Linked DNA regions of Bombyx mori: region 1 is linked to region 2. Evidence: chromatin contacts called from public Hi-C data. All regions are on one chromosome and are shown on one strand. The core of a region is the stretch at or near the end of the contact, and the rest is flanking DNA. Distances in the headings are between cores, read along the strand shown.

What was found. Hi-C and Micro-C count contacts between places; a contact is called where the count stands out from the background.
Region 1: a contact with region 2 is called in a Hi-C map of whole pupa, with 8 times the contacts expected there. The contact joins the promoter of LOC101739127 here to the enhancer-like site in region 2. A contact is called at or near these places in 4 of 7 Hi-C or Micro-C datasets (midgut and whole pupa).

The regions. Positions count from the first base shown.
Region 1 is chr17:613,352-619,349 of ASM3026992v2, forward strand. LOC101739127 (protein singed) reads right to left here and starts at 4,279. Exons shown (of 10, transcript XM_038017024.2): 1 at 3,925-4,279.
Region 2 is chr17:568,815-575,263 of ASM3026992v2, forward strand. It overlaps LOC101739127 (protein singed), which reads right to left. Exons shown (of 10, transcript XM_038017024.2): 5 at 4,020-4,205; 6 at 2,250-2,478. Among protein-coding and RNA genes, the nearest start is that of LOC101740327, 39 kb to the left of the region's middle. Within about 2 kb of position 3,452, at least 3 of the 8 cell types and tissues checked have open chromatin away from gene starts, as enhancers often do.

The sequences.
Region 1 (5,998 bases), core at 3,029-5,528, 45 kb after region 2:
TCATCTTATGTGAATAATAATGTACGCATTTTTTAACGATTGTAATTTGAATTAGTGAATCCTCTTGTAGACAGTTTTAAAGATTCATTTATAAACACGTGTCCGCATTGAACATCAGTACAAGTTTGTTATAATTTATTCAAAAAAATTGTTAAGACCAACAACTGTCAATTTGCAAGTCAATTGGTTTTTGGTAAAGCGCGTTTTACTGTTGACCACTACAAATTTACATAATGAATAATAGTGGTCCATGAGTAGCTTCGAAATAAAAGAGACATGCTCAAGTAATATTAACACAAACATTTAGATATGACACGTCATTTCGGATCTCTTTTTAGGTGCCTCAAGCACCGGTCATCGTTCTCATCGAATCCGTCGCTTCCGACGAAGGGCTCGGCGAGTAAAATAGCCCTCAGAGACAGCCCAAGGAGTTTCTCGCCGGATATTCTCAGTGGGTCGCGTTTCCGATCCGGTGGTAGATTTTGCGGAGCACTGCTCTTACTAGGGCCAGTGTTACCCACGTCCTCAGGTTAGAGCTCCGTGAGCTCACCTATTCGCTCGGTGATGCTGGCATAGTCCTCAAAGGCTACCGGCTTAGGTAAAATAAAAAAAAGATATTTTAGGAACGCGAACGTTTTCAAATAGACGAACACAAAAACCGTGGCGCCGGCGCCGTGTCGGTAATTGTACACAGTTTAAGTCTAGTTAAATTTGGAATTCCATAAACCGTAATTATCGAATGATTCTTTTAGATTTCCGATTAGCTTATTCAAAATGTGATCAATCATTTTATCGTTGGTGTTTTACGATAATCCTGTTTAATGTTTTTTCGATACGGTATAAAGATAATTGTCCATGGCTTAATTTAAAATAGCAGTAATCTGGAACCGAGTTAGGTACTCTGTACTTTTTTTTCCTACCTAAGCTGGTAGCCTCACGGGGCTATGCCGGCGGTACCGAGCGAGTAGGTGAGTTCACGGGGCTCTAACCTGAGGACGTTGCTAACACTAGTCCTAGCAAAAGCAGTACTTCGCAGAATCTAGCAGGGTCTATAACGCATCAAATTATGAGGGAGAATACATTAAAAGAAATAAACTGCAATATATATAGGCAGTTGCGTTAATGGCGCGTGAAGAGCTCGTTAGATGGACACATGATATTGGCCGGAGGACATTCGCGCCGACGCGGTCTGATTCTAGACGCGTGCTGCGACTGCGCTCTTGTGGAATTCAAACACACTGATGCGCTTCATAAAATAACACGTAGAAAACATGTACAGCCAATTAGTGGTTAAAATTGTGGTTAATAATTGAGCGTCGGCGCAGCGTAACTTATCAGAGATGATCGGATTTTAAAACGATTCCTCTGTGCTAAATTTGTGCTGCGATTGAGTGTTATATATGGAATAGTCGGCAGTTAGAATTTCAACAGTATATCTAGATTGATAGCGGCTTCCACGCTCTGGTGTAAGGTCAACGGCCTAAAGTGGCACAACGACTAAACCGAACGCCAGGTGAATCTCCATCTGCTCAATACAGAAACGGACGCGGAGCTCGAGAATTACATTTGTTGTACTTAAGTGAAGGCATATTTGGTGTTAGGTTTTCGATAAGCCTGGAACAAGTTTGATCGTAGCTTAGGACTACTTCTAATATTTAGAAAATGTCCAACATAATTCTTAATGTACAGGATTCCCGATCGTCGCCAATTAGAGTATTAGTGAATATTTTAAGTATACTCGTATAGTTCAATCTAAGTTTCCATAAAATCAGGTAAAGATCTACAATTAATTTTACAAAACTGCATAATGTAACGACAGCAAAACGATTCCATTAAATTTTATAGAAATGTTTTATTACTTTTAAAATTAAGTTTATGTGTGCAATCATTATTAGAATTCGTGAGTTGTTTCGCAATAAACTTTAGATTTCTGTATTGTTATAGTCGATGCGCCTAAAATATTCATAGCAGCTGAATTTTTTAGTATTTTCCTGTTAGAATGTGACCTCAACAACAAAACAGCAAACGATCGGATTTGAACAATTCAAATACCCGCAACTCACTAGCTCTTCGCCGAAAACAAAAACGCGTGGCTAAAGGTACTGGTGAATTTACCCATCATTGTTCACATTCTTCTGGTTTCAAATTAAGGGCATTGAAATTAGGTGCGTTGAAAATTAAAAATTCCTTTTTTAAATCCGTTATAGTCTTAGATTGAGTATTTTTAGTCGTGATGATAGTAATGTAAACTTTGAAACTTAAATTATCAATGACGGGAACGTTGACATTACATGCGACCAATGGTCGTGAGCTAGGACCGGAATAGGCATAATGGCTATCTATGATGATACGGTAAAAGTTTTACGCACTTTTTTTTTCTATATAGAGAAAACTGACTGTGTGTGTTGATCGGAGGACGCTAGATGAGAAGTGGTACTCATCGCGAATTCGAGTACACCACTAGGCCTGGATGGTGACCACTATGACTGCTTCAGGGCACAAATAGGCGGACTGGTCGCAATTACTCTTGCGAGCTTATAATCTGCTCTACCACTTAATTACTATTATTAACTATGCAATTTTAAATTTGTTTTACTACTACATATTAATAATTAAAATATGACATATTTCCTATTGACATTAGAGATATTGTGCATTTGCCTATGCGTTTCCTTTAAGAATTAATAGATTTATTTTATTTCTTATAAAAGACTTCTCCTCCTCTTCTTCCACATCTCCCGGTTCTTGACTAAGTCAATTCAGTTATTATCGTCATCTGTTTAATGTCATGAGCTCTTTTGGTCTGCCCGCGCGGTCTCTATAGCTTGTGTTTTATCTGTGTACCGAAGATGCGTCAGCCCGCTTCCATTTTATTGTTCGTGTATTTGTTAAAGCCTCAATGTTTTGGAGTTTCTGTTGTTATTTTTATTCCCTCATCGTTGAAATCGTTCGTGAACGCATTGCGTACGTTTACTTAGAACAATCGATATTTATTGGGTCATAAGGTACGACTACCAATGTGAAAGAAAATTATTTCCTGTCTGAATGATTTCAACCTCGGCACGGCTACAACTCTGGAATACTCCATACGAATACACTGGACTTCTGACCCGTCCGACCATGGCTAATATTTTAATAACATTACATAGCGTAAATCCCAATATACCTAGATGTCTAACACCAGCTCATGTAAAACCTCAACGTGAATCCGTATAGTGTACACTGCTACAGTCTACAGAATGTTCCAAAGAAAGAGGCAAAACTCCTTTCATAGCATGTTTCATACCTAAACTCGAAATTTTTTATTACGCACCTAAGGTAGGTAATCTGCAGCATAATGTATTAAAGAATAACACAACTTATTAAACAAAAAGACGCACACTAGAACCGTGCTCCTTTAAAAAGTAAGTTATAATATGCAAGTTTTGCTTTATTTTTCATTTGATAGTCACTTATTACAAGTAGGCATGTATGCGGCAAGATTAAAACTACAAATTTCTTTGTTTAAATTTACATAAAATTACTTCTCTAAGTATGCGAGGGTAGTGATTATTTCCAAACGTAGGTAGCAAGTTTACTATAGGTCCCCACTAGACCCAGCTCGGCTAATAAATCCAGCTGAAAAAACATTCAACATCTTTGAACAAAAGGTGTTTATAAATAATTTATATTCATAACAGAGTCGGTGCGCCGCAGCTAGTTCAAGATCACGAACAATAAGTGAAACGACAAATACGTGCTTCTATACGCACGACAGAGTGAGGGTGTACCATTCCACCCTACACCCGGAACATTTAGGTATGTAGGGGTATGTACACCGCGTCCTGGCACAATCGATTCGCGGGAGCCGACTCCCCCATGAGCGGGCACCGGCGCGCCCGGCCATCAACCTAACAGACACATTCTAGTATTATAAAAACTCACCTTTTCACACTCGAGCTGGTTTACACCGCAGAAGAAATGCAATCGCGAGATCGCGAGAAAACCACAAAATGCACTAACTACAAAAATATAATAATTATTTATATCAGTCTTCACTTTTCATCAATTAGGTTAACACTTAATTGTCGGAATCTATCGTAAATTACAGTTAAAAAAAATTGCCGGTTTATATTGTCCGGTGAATTTTTAAAATGTAAAATTTTTATAAACGCTTACGTCTCCCACAGCTGTTCGCGGCGGACTGAACGGCTTGAAGATGGCGCTTGGTGATCGCTTGAGATGACGCGAGTGAAGGTAGCCGCGGGACACCCGTTATAATGCACATCCAATGAGAAAATAGAATGCTCTTCCACTTAACCAATAAAATATTAAACGAATCATAAATTATACGCGTGAAATTTTGAAAACATTCCCTGCAATAATTAGTTTTATAAAGTTGATAATCTCATTACAAATATTCTGCACTTCTCATTAAATTGTTCACTGTCTAGTTACTTACATACTGTAACTAATTAATGCAATTAAAATTTTTACAAAAGTGCTGTTTTAATTTATATGTGTGTTTGAATTTGTAGGTGTCTTGGTGAGCATAATATTCTTAGGTTTTTGGTTCTACTGCTAGTAACGTGCATTTCATGGTACTCATCATCAGATGCTCGTCGGTTATGAGTGGTCACCATCACTTTTACAAATAACTAGAGCCAGAGGCAAAGTAAGGTCGCTGCCTACCACTCGGGATCCTTCAAAGAATGATTTATCAAAGAAAGCTTTTTGTAAATTCCAGTGTCATAAAATGGCGTAGGAAACTTTTTTTCCTACCTATTTGCTGGTAGTCTAAGAGGCTATTCCAGCTACGCCTGGGCGGGTAAGTAGGTATCTAATGTGTAAAAATAACGTCTAAGAATTAAGGCTTAGCAAATAGCCACTTCATACAATTTGCCGGTAATTATTTATCGTTGTACCGTAAAACTGAGACTTAGAACTTATGTCACAAGTGTAATTTGTTTCTTTGTTATTTTGTGTACAATGCAAATGCAGCGTACTTTCTCTCTCTCTCACACACAACGTGGGTGGCGATGTTTACGATGTGTCTATGGGCTCTGATGACCGCTTAACATCAGGTGGGCCGTGAGCTCGTCCAAATATCAAAGCAATAGAATACTTCACGCATTTACGTACCTACTTTCTTCTGACATCGTATAAAGAGGCAAAAGTCGGCAAACGGTATTGCGCACAATTTACATATATTTTACGCTGAGGGAACAAGGTGGCTGTTGAAAATATGAGTGGCAAATCACCATATTATATTAGCGGTTTCTCTTTATCTTAGATACATAAGTGGATTAGAAAATGTTTCGAACGACTTCACAAGGAAAAACTTTAATGTATTCTTAAAGAAACGCGCTAGTGAAACTAAAGGCCAATTTGAAAACATAACTTTAAAATAAAATATAAATTGTATTTATTTATTCGTAGAATTGTACAATGTTGTAGTCTCTTCAGTTTTCTTCGATGGTAGACATAGATGCATTAACGATTTAAGCTTTCGTTTACTGTTATCTAACTGTATTAGGGTCTTCCGTGACCACGAAAACTGTAAGGTATTCGTAACGTCAGTAATGGTAAAATGAGAACAGCAATTTTTTTTTTTTTGCTTAAGTGTGTGAATGAGCTCACAGCCCACCTGGTGTTAAGTGATTACTGGAGCCCATAGACATCTACAACGCAAATGCGCCACACACTTTCAGATATAAGATCTAAGGTCTCAGTATAGTTACAACGGCTGCCCCACCCTTTAAATCAAAACGCATTACTGCTTCACGGCAGAAATAGGCGGGGCGGTGGTACCTACCCGTGCGGACTCACAAGAGGTCCTACCACCACTAATTACACGAATGATAATTTTTCGTGTTTGATTTTTATTACACGATGTATTTCTGTTTCTTCACCGTGGAAGTCAATCGTGAACATTTGTTAAGTACGTATTTCATTATAAAAATTGGTACCCGCCAGCGGGATTCGAACACCGGTGCATCGCTAGATACGAACGCACCGG
Region 2 (6,449 bases), core at 2,202-4,701:
AAACATTAATTGTTTATTAAAAAAACCGACAATATTAAACACGTTGCCGGGTTGGATTTTGTAATGTGCAAAAAAATCGAAATACTAAACTTTATTTACAAATCCGACACCTGCTTCAATTTATTTAGATTCGTTTTTAAATAGTTTCAATATTTATAATGGAAACTGAAAAGGAGCGGAGAGACTCCTTTGTAATATTATAACTTTTTGTAATAACTGAAATATTAAAATATCTTTATCACTATCATGAACGTGAACACCACCGGCTTCATGGAGCATGAGATTGAAGTATGCCATTCAGGAGTACGTTTGCTTGGCGGCAAATGAAGGCAGAACAGTAATACCTCCCAGGCGGCTATCGATAGGCCTTATCACTCGTAAAAACATCTTTTTTCCCCCTACCTATGCTGATAGCCTTAAGAGGCTATATCAGCTTCGCCCTAACGTGTAGGTGAGCTCACGGGGCTCAAACCGGAGTGTTGCTAACACTGGCTCTAGCAAGAGCAGTGCATCGCAGAATCTACCACCGGATCGGAAACGCGACCCACTGAGAAGATCCGGCGAGAAACTCAGTGGGCTGTGTCTGTGGGTTAATTCGATCGTCGAGCTCTTCATCGCAAGCGACGGGTTCGACGAGGACGGTGACCGGTGCTTGTAGTACCTAAAAGCACTGTTAATGGATCAGGAGGATCCGTAATGACGTGTTTTGGGCGAACATCTTCCAATTTCCATCCTAGCCATCGGCCTAATATCTATAGTGATTTGTCAAAGTAATTTATTTAAATACTCGGCCATTGGAAACGTGCGACCTCACAGCACATTATTAGAGTCATGTTTGAGTGGAAATTTCTCCGTTTTAGTGAAACGTGCATGAAAACAAGAAATCGTGACTATCGCGGTATCTGTGATGGCGGATCTGTGATGTGATCTAAGATATCAAACTAAGTAGATAAAAGATGGCGAATTTGTTAGTGCATTGTGATGGAAAATCCTCGAAAATGTAGAGTGATTTTTACAATGAAATTTACTACATTACGTATGACCTTCTCATATTACTCCCACAGACAGGCAGATGGACCTAATGGTGTTAAGTTTATACGGTTATCCCTTGACAGTACGACGTGAATGCTCAGGTACCTTGAGATAGAAGGTCGTAATCTCAATGATGAACATCAAATCCTGTCGTGATTGTGCAGCTACTTCTTGTGTTTCAAAGTGTCACTCAAAACCAGCAGTAATCTCTATATATAAAAATGAATTGCTGTTCGTTAGTCTCGCTAAAACTCGAGAACAGTTGGACCGCTTTGGCTAATTTTGGTCTTGAATTATTTGTGGAAGTCCAGAGAAGGTTTAAACGGTAGATAAATAGGAAAATGCTCGGAATTAAATAAAAATAACAATTTTGTTTTTCCTTTGATGTGTCTACCGGCGGACGGATACCTTTTGTTTGTTTTATGTTTATTTTATACAAAAGTTTAGGTATTTTATTTCTCGATTGAGGCACTACGAAGTCTGCCGGGTCAGCTAGTGACAAATAAAAATTCTTTGGAGGTCGATCAACTTAGAGACAGTCTGCTATTTGCAAACTGCTTGTTGCCCGCTCCGCTCGTGACCCTGTCGCGGCTTTACTGTCGAGTAATCTGAGTGTACGGAACGTGACTTCGCATCAGGCCGAGATCGAGACGTGTTCACGTCGGATTCAGCCTCACTTACTAGACTAGTCTAGATTATAAATGAATATTCAAAGACTACGCGCCAGTACTCTTTCCATAGCACGGGGCTGGGAGCTGAGCTCACGCATTGGAGACACTACTGACAACACGTAGGTACATAGTAATTAAGTGTTTCTGGTTTTTTGGCAGGACTCAGAAAATACGATAAAGGTTTAAACTGTTTTGAAAACCACTAACAATAGTAGCAGCATAAGGCGAATAATCCACATAATTCTGCTGCCTCATAGATAACCTCTTTAGTACACCCATATATTTATATGCACGCAATGAAACACAATTTCAAATCAGCGGACATACGGGTTCATTGCCCCGAGAGAACTGTGTTCGTTTTACATTGCGTATTTCGCAGTACGTATTGGCAGCATTATATTATTAAGCTTTGAGAAAGGTTACTCCCTGTATAGATCAGTTCTTACTTTATTACCTACGTAATCTGCACCATCCAGCTAAACACATGAAAAAAATACTCAGTTCAATATAAATATTTTCAATTAAATAGTGGTTCATTAAAGTTACCTTGTTTTACAGAAACATATTTGTCGTTGAGAGCCGCCACGAAGGCAGCTTGCGGGAGGCTGTCTTCCAATGAGAAGAGTTCGTCCCTGGTGACGGCGGTGGAGCGCGTCTTGAGGACCGCCTTGGAGCCGATGGGCGCGAGGTAGGCGCCCGAGCCGTCCCGCAGCGCCAGCGCGCCCGCGTGGTACTCCGCGCTGAACAGGCACTCGCTGGTGCACGTGTCTTGGAGCTGCAGGAAAGTTTTTTATTTTTTTATTGCTTAGATGGGTGGACGAGCTCACAGCCCACCTAGTGTTTTTATTTTAATTTTTTGCCGTATAGGCAGACGAGCATACGGCCCACCTGATGGTGAGTTGTTACCGTCGCTCATGGACGTCAGCAATGCCAGGGGCAGAACCAAGCCGCCGTCTACCGCTTAATACTCTCCACAAGCCTCGTTTGAAGAAGGACATGTCATAGCGCTCGTAGTTACTGGAGCCCATAGACATCTACAACTTAAATGCGCCTCCCACCTTGAGATATAAGTTTTAAGGTCTCAAGTATAGTTACAACGGCTGCCCCATACTTCAAACCGAAACGCATTACTGCTTCACAGCAGAAATAGGCGGGGTGGTGGTACCTACCCGCGCGGACTCACAAGAGGTCCTACCACCAGTAATTACGCAAATTATAATTTTGCGGGTTTGATTTTTATTACACGATGTTATTCCTTCACCGTGAAGGTCAATCGTGAACACTTGCGAAGTACGTATTTTGTTAGAAAAATTGGTACCCGCCTGCGGGATTCAAACACCGGTGCATCGCTAGATACGAATGCACTGGACGTCTTAAGGCCACGGCGACAACCAAAGTGAGCCCATAAACAACAAAATATGATCAGCACCTGCCACTTTTAATACATCAGTGTTATAATAATATATAATAAGCTATAATAAGTTTCGGTGATGGTGCGACGACTCCCAGGATTTTTTTAATATTAGCTTCAAGGGCTACACTATCAAGTGTTTCACTCCAGCCCCATGTGATTTGTAATGTGTCACTCTTCTGAGGTGCAAATCTCTACCATTCATAATATTGACAAAATGTTTCACACAAAATGTGTGTCGATCATGGATTCACCTGTCCGTCTAGGTCAGTAAAACAGGCATGATTATACACAGACAATGAAAAGGAAAGTCCCTATAATATGATGACCGCGTATCATTTAATTGCACATACGACATACTCAACCGAGTATGACAAGTGCTTACCCATAATCGGTTACTTCATACTACTTACATTACGAGACAATTGGAACAATGGACACTCCCTTTCATTTAATTGCGTTTTAGTCATCTTTATAAAGAACTCTTATAGAATTTAAAACGTAACGGTAAATGTGGACAGTAATGATTGCTTTGAAGCACTGAACGGTACTTGATGATGCGTTAAGATGAATCTAACAAGCCCAAAGCATGGTGTTGGCTGTAAGAAAGTTTCGCTTCACACCTTCTAGTCGTTTCTCCATAGTAAGGCCATGTTCCTCACGTAATCATTCCACTAATTCGTTTGTCAATTCCATGACTACCATAGGAGGGCTGACGGTAGAGTGGCGACCTATATCATTTGATAAGAAACTAAGAATATTAGTCAGCGGCTTGGCTCCGTCCCTGGCATTACTGAAGTCCATGGGTGACGGAAATCACTCACCATGAGGTGGGCCGTATCCTCGTCCTCCTTCAAGGGCTATAAAAAAAAGGTTAGTGAAGTTTGAGTGTTGATGCCAGTTACCTTCCCTCCTGCGTTCAAGTACTTGTTGTTGCAGGTGTGGAGCGCGTACTTGCCGCCCTCGTCAGCGCGGAACTCCAGCGTGAACAGCGTGTCCTCGCCCCACGGCACGTTAGCGTCCACGTGGATCTCGTCGAGCGACTCCGAGAGGTGAGCGAAACGCTTGCGGCCGATCGAGCGGAGGTTCATCTGCGAACAATTTGCAGTGGACTCAACGGACGTTCACTTATTGATTATTATCGGGGTCTTTACGCGACCTAGGTTTCTCCTGCTGGTCCTAAGGCAATGACTCGTGAATGATTCGTGTAGGTTTTTTTTTCCTACGTAACTTGGTAACTTAGAAAGTTATGCCAGCGTAATCGAATGATTAGGTGAGCTCACGTGGCTCTAACTTGAGGAAATAAGGGACTCTCTTTACAATCGCTATGTCTTAAGTTTATTCGTATCGAGCGATGCGCCGATATTCGAGTCCACAGCTAGGTATCATTATTTCTAAGGAAATACTTATTTGACACGCTCACGCGTTCCATGATGAGGACATTTTAGAAGGAACTTGCCAAAGTAGTCATGGTGGGGCGTCTTCTAAGACCGCGCGATTAAGTTGCTATCGGAGCCCATTGACATCATAGCATGAGATCGAAGCCTCAACTGTACTGTATAACGTTCCGTCTTTCAAACTAATGACTTTTTTTTACTGGATAACATTTTGAGTTCACATCTCAAGACATATATTGAAATCAATCAAATCCGTTGCTAAGATGACGCGGCTAGCGGTAACATACTCGTGTAAGTATCTAACTGCCAAGCGCGTCATTAGAGACGAAGGCGTCTGTCTCATCACCGTGCATCGGCACACTCACGTTCGCTAAACCATCACTTTACCGTAATGAGAGTGTAGGAACTGCAACGTAATGCTGCAAGTGAGTTTAGTGGTGGTCTGTGTGCTTAGTGCCAGTTTTTTAACGTTTGCCTACGTTTGCCGCTAGGGGCGCTGTTCCAACTCCATACAAATTTGAGTTAACTTTTACGCTATCGAGAACGTTAAGAAACTTGCACTAAGCACACTAGCCCGTGATGACGGTTTCATTGTATCACTATTGTTGTCGAAGACTAGTATTCATTAGGAGTAACAACAATTACATGAATTTGAAAAAAATTAATTCACAGTTATTAGAGCCGGAGGTAAGTTTAGCAGTTATAAAACCCAATTAAGATTCGATCTCGGTTGTTCGGCATGAGATCGAAGATTCGACCTAAGAATTCTTAGCTCAATTTAACTCTTTATATATTAAGTTTCCGACAAGATTATTCTTGTCGGAATCCGAGAAGATCGTGACGCCAACCGGGAATCATTACCAACATACTGAAACTAAAACAATACAAACAAAATTGCTGATGATAAAAGCAATTGTCTTTAGAAATGTGAGAACATCCGACCGCATCTCGCGGTGTCTGTCCCACAGTAACGGAATTTGAATGACATATCATTTTCGAGATAAAAAACATTCATCGATTGTGATTATCTCCAAAATATGCATTACTACGCACGCGGTGGAAACGTTTGAGAATTGTGTCAACCCAACGAAAGTAATGATATGGTTCTGGAAAGTGTTTCTTGAAGCAGAGAAGAAGAAGTCGCAGGGCCTTCCGTAGTTAGAGGAGATACAGCCTTCGAACTATTGACAAGAGAGAAAGCTGTCACCCTACAATGAGATAGCATGAGAAAACGATGACTTTTCTCCTGATACCTGTCACACTAAAACACTCTCACACGTTATACACTATAGATTCTTTATTCACATACTAAATGAATAAGTACATATGTTAAACATATATTAATGTAGAACAATATTATATTTTGGCTAACACCCTGTAGATGACAAAGAAATGTGAACATTTTAGAAGTATTATTAACAATTCTCGTAAACTAAACATTAAATAATATTGAATAAACGATAAATGTTCAACGACCTTATATAAAAGGATATTTATATCAATCGGAGTGACAGCTGATAGCGAAGACTTGCCATGTACCTACTGTTTACACATACTTACATACATATTTACGCATTATGCTTGTCTATGTACACAAATACTTTGGTACAAATATTTTTTTTCTGGTGCTAGGACCTCTTGTGAGTCCGCACGGGTAGGTACCACCGTGGCTATTTCTGCCGTGAAGCAGTAATGCGTTTCGGTTTGAAGGGTGGGGCAGCCGTTGTAACTATACTTGAGACTTTAGAACTTATATCTCAAGGTGGGTGGCGCATTTACGTTGTAGATGTCTATGGGCTTTAGTAACCACTTAACACCAGGTGGGCTGTGAACTCGTCCACCCATCTAGGCAATAGGCGGGGTGGTGGTACCTACCCTTGCGGACTCACAAGAGGTCCTACCACCAGTAGGACCTTCATCCGTTGATGGTTCAATGAT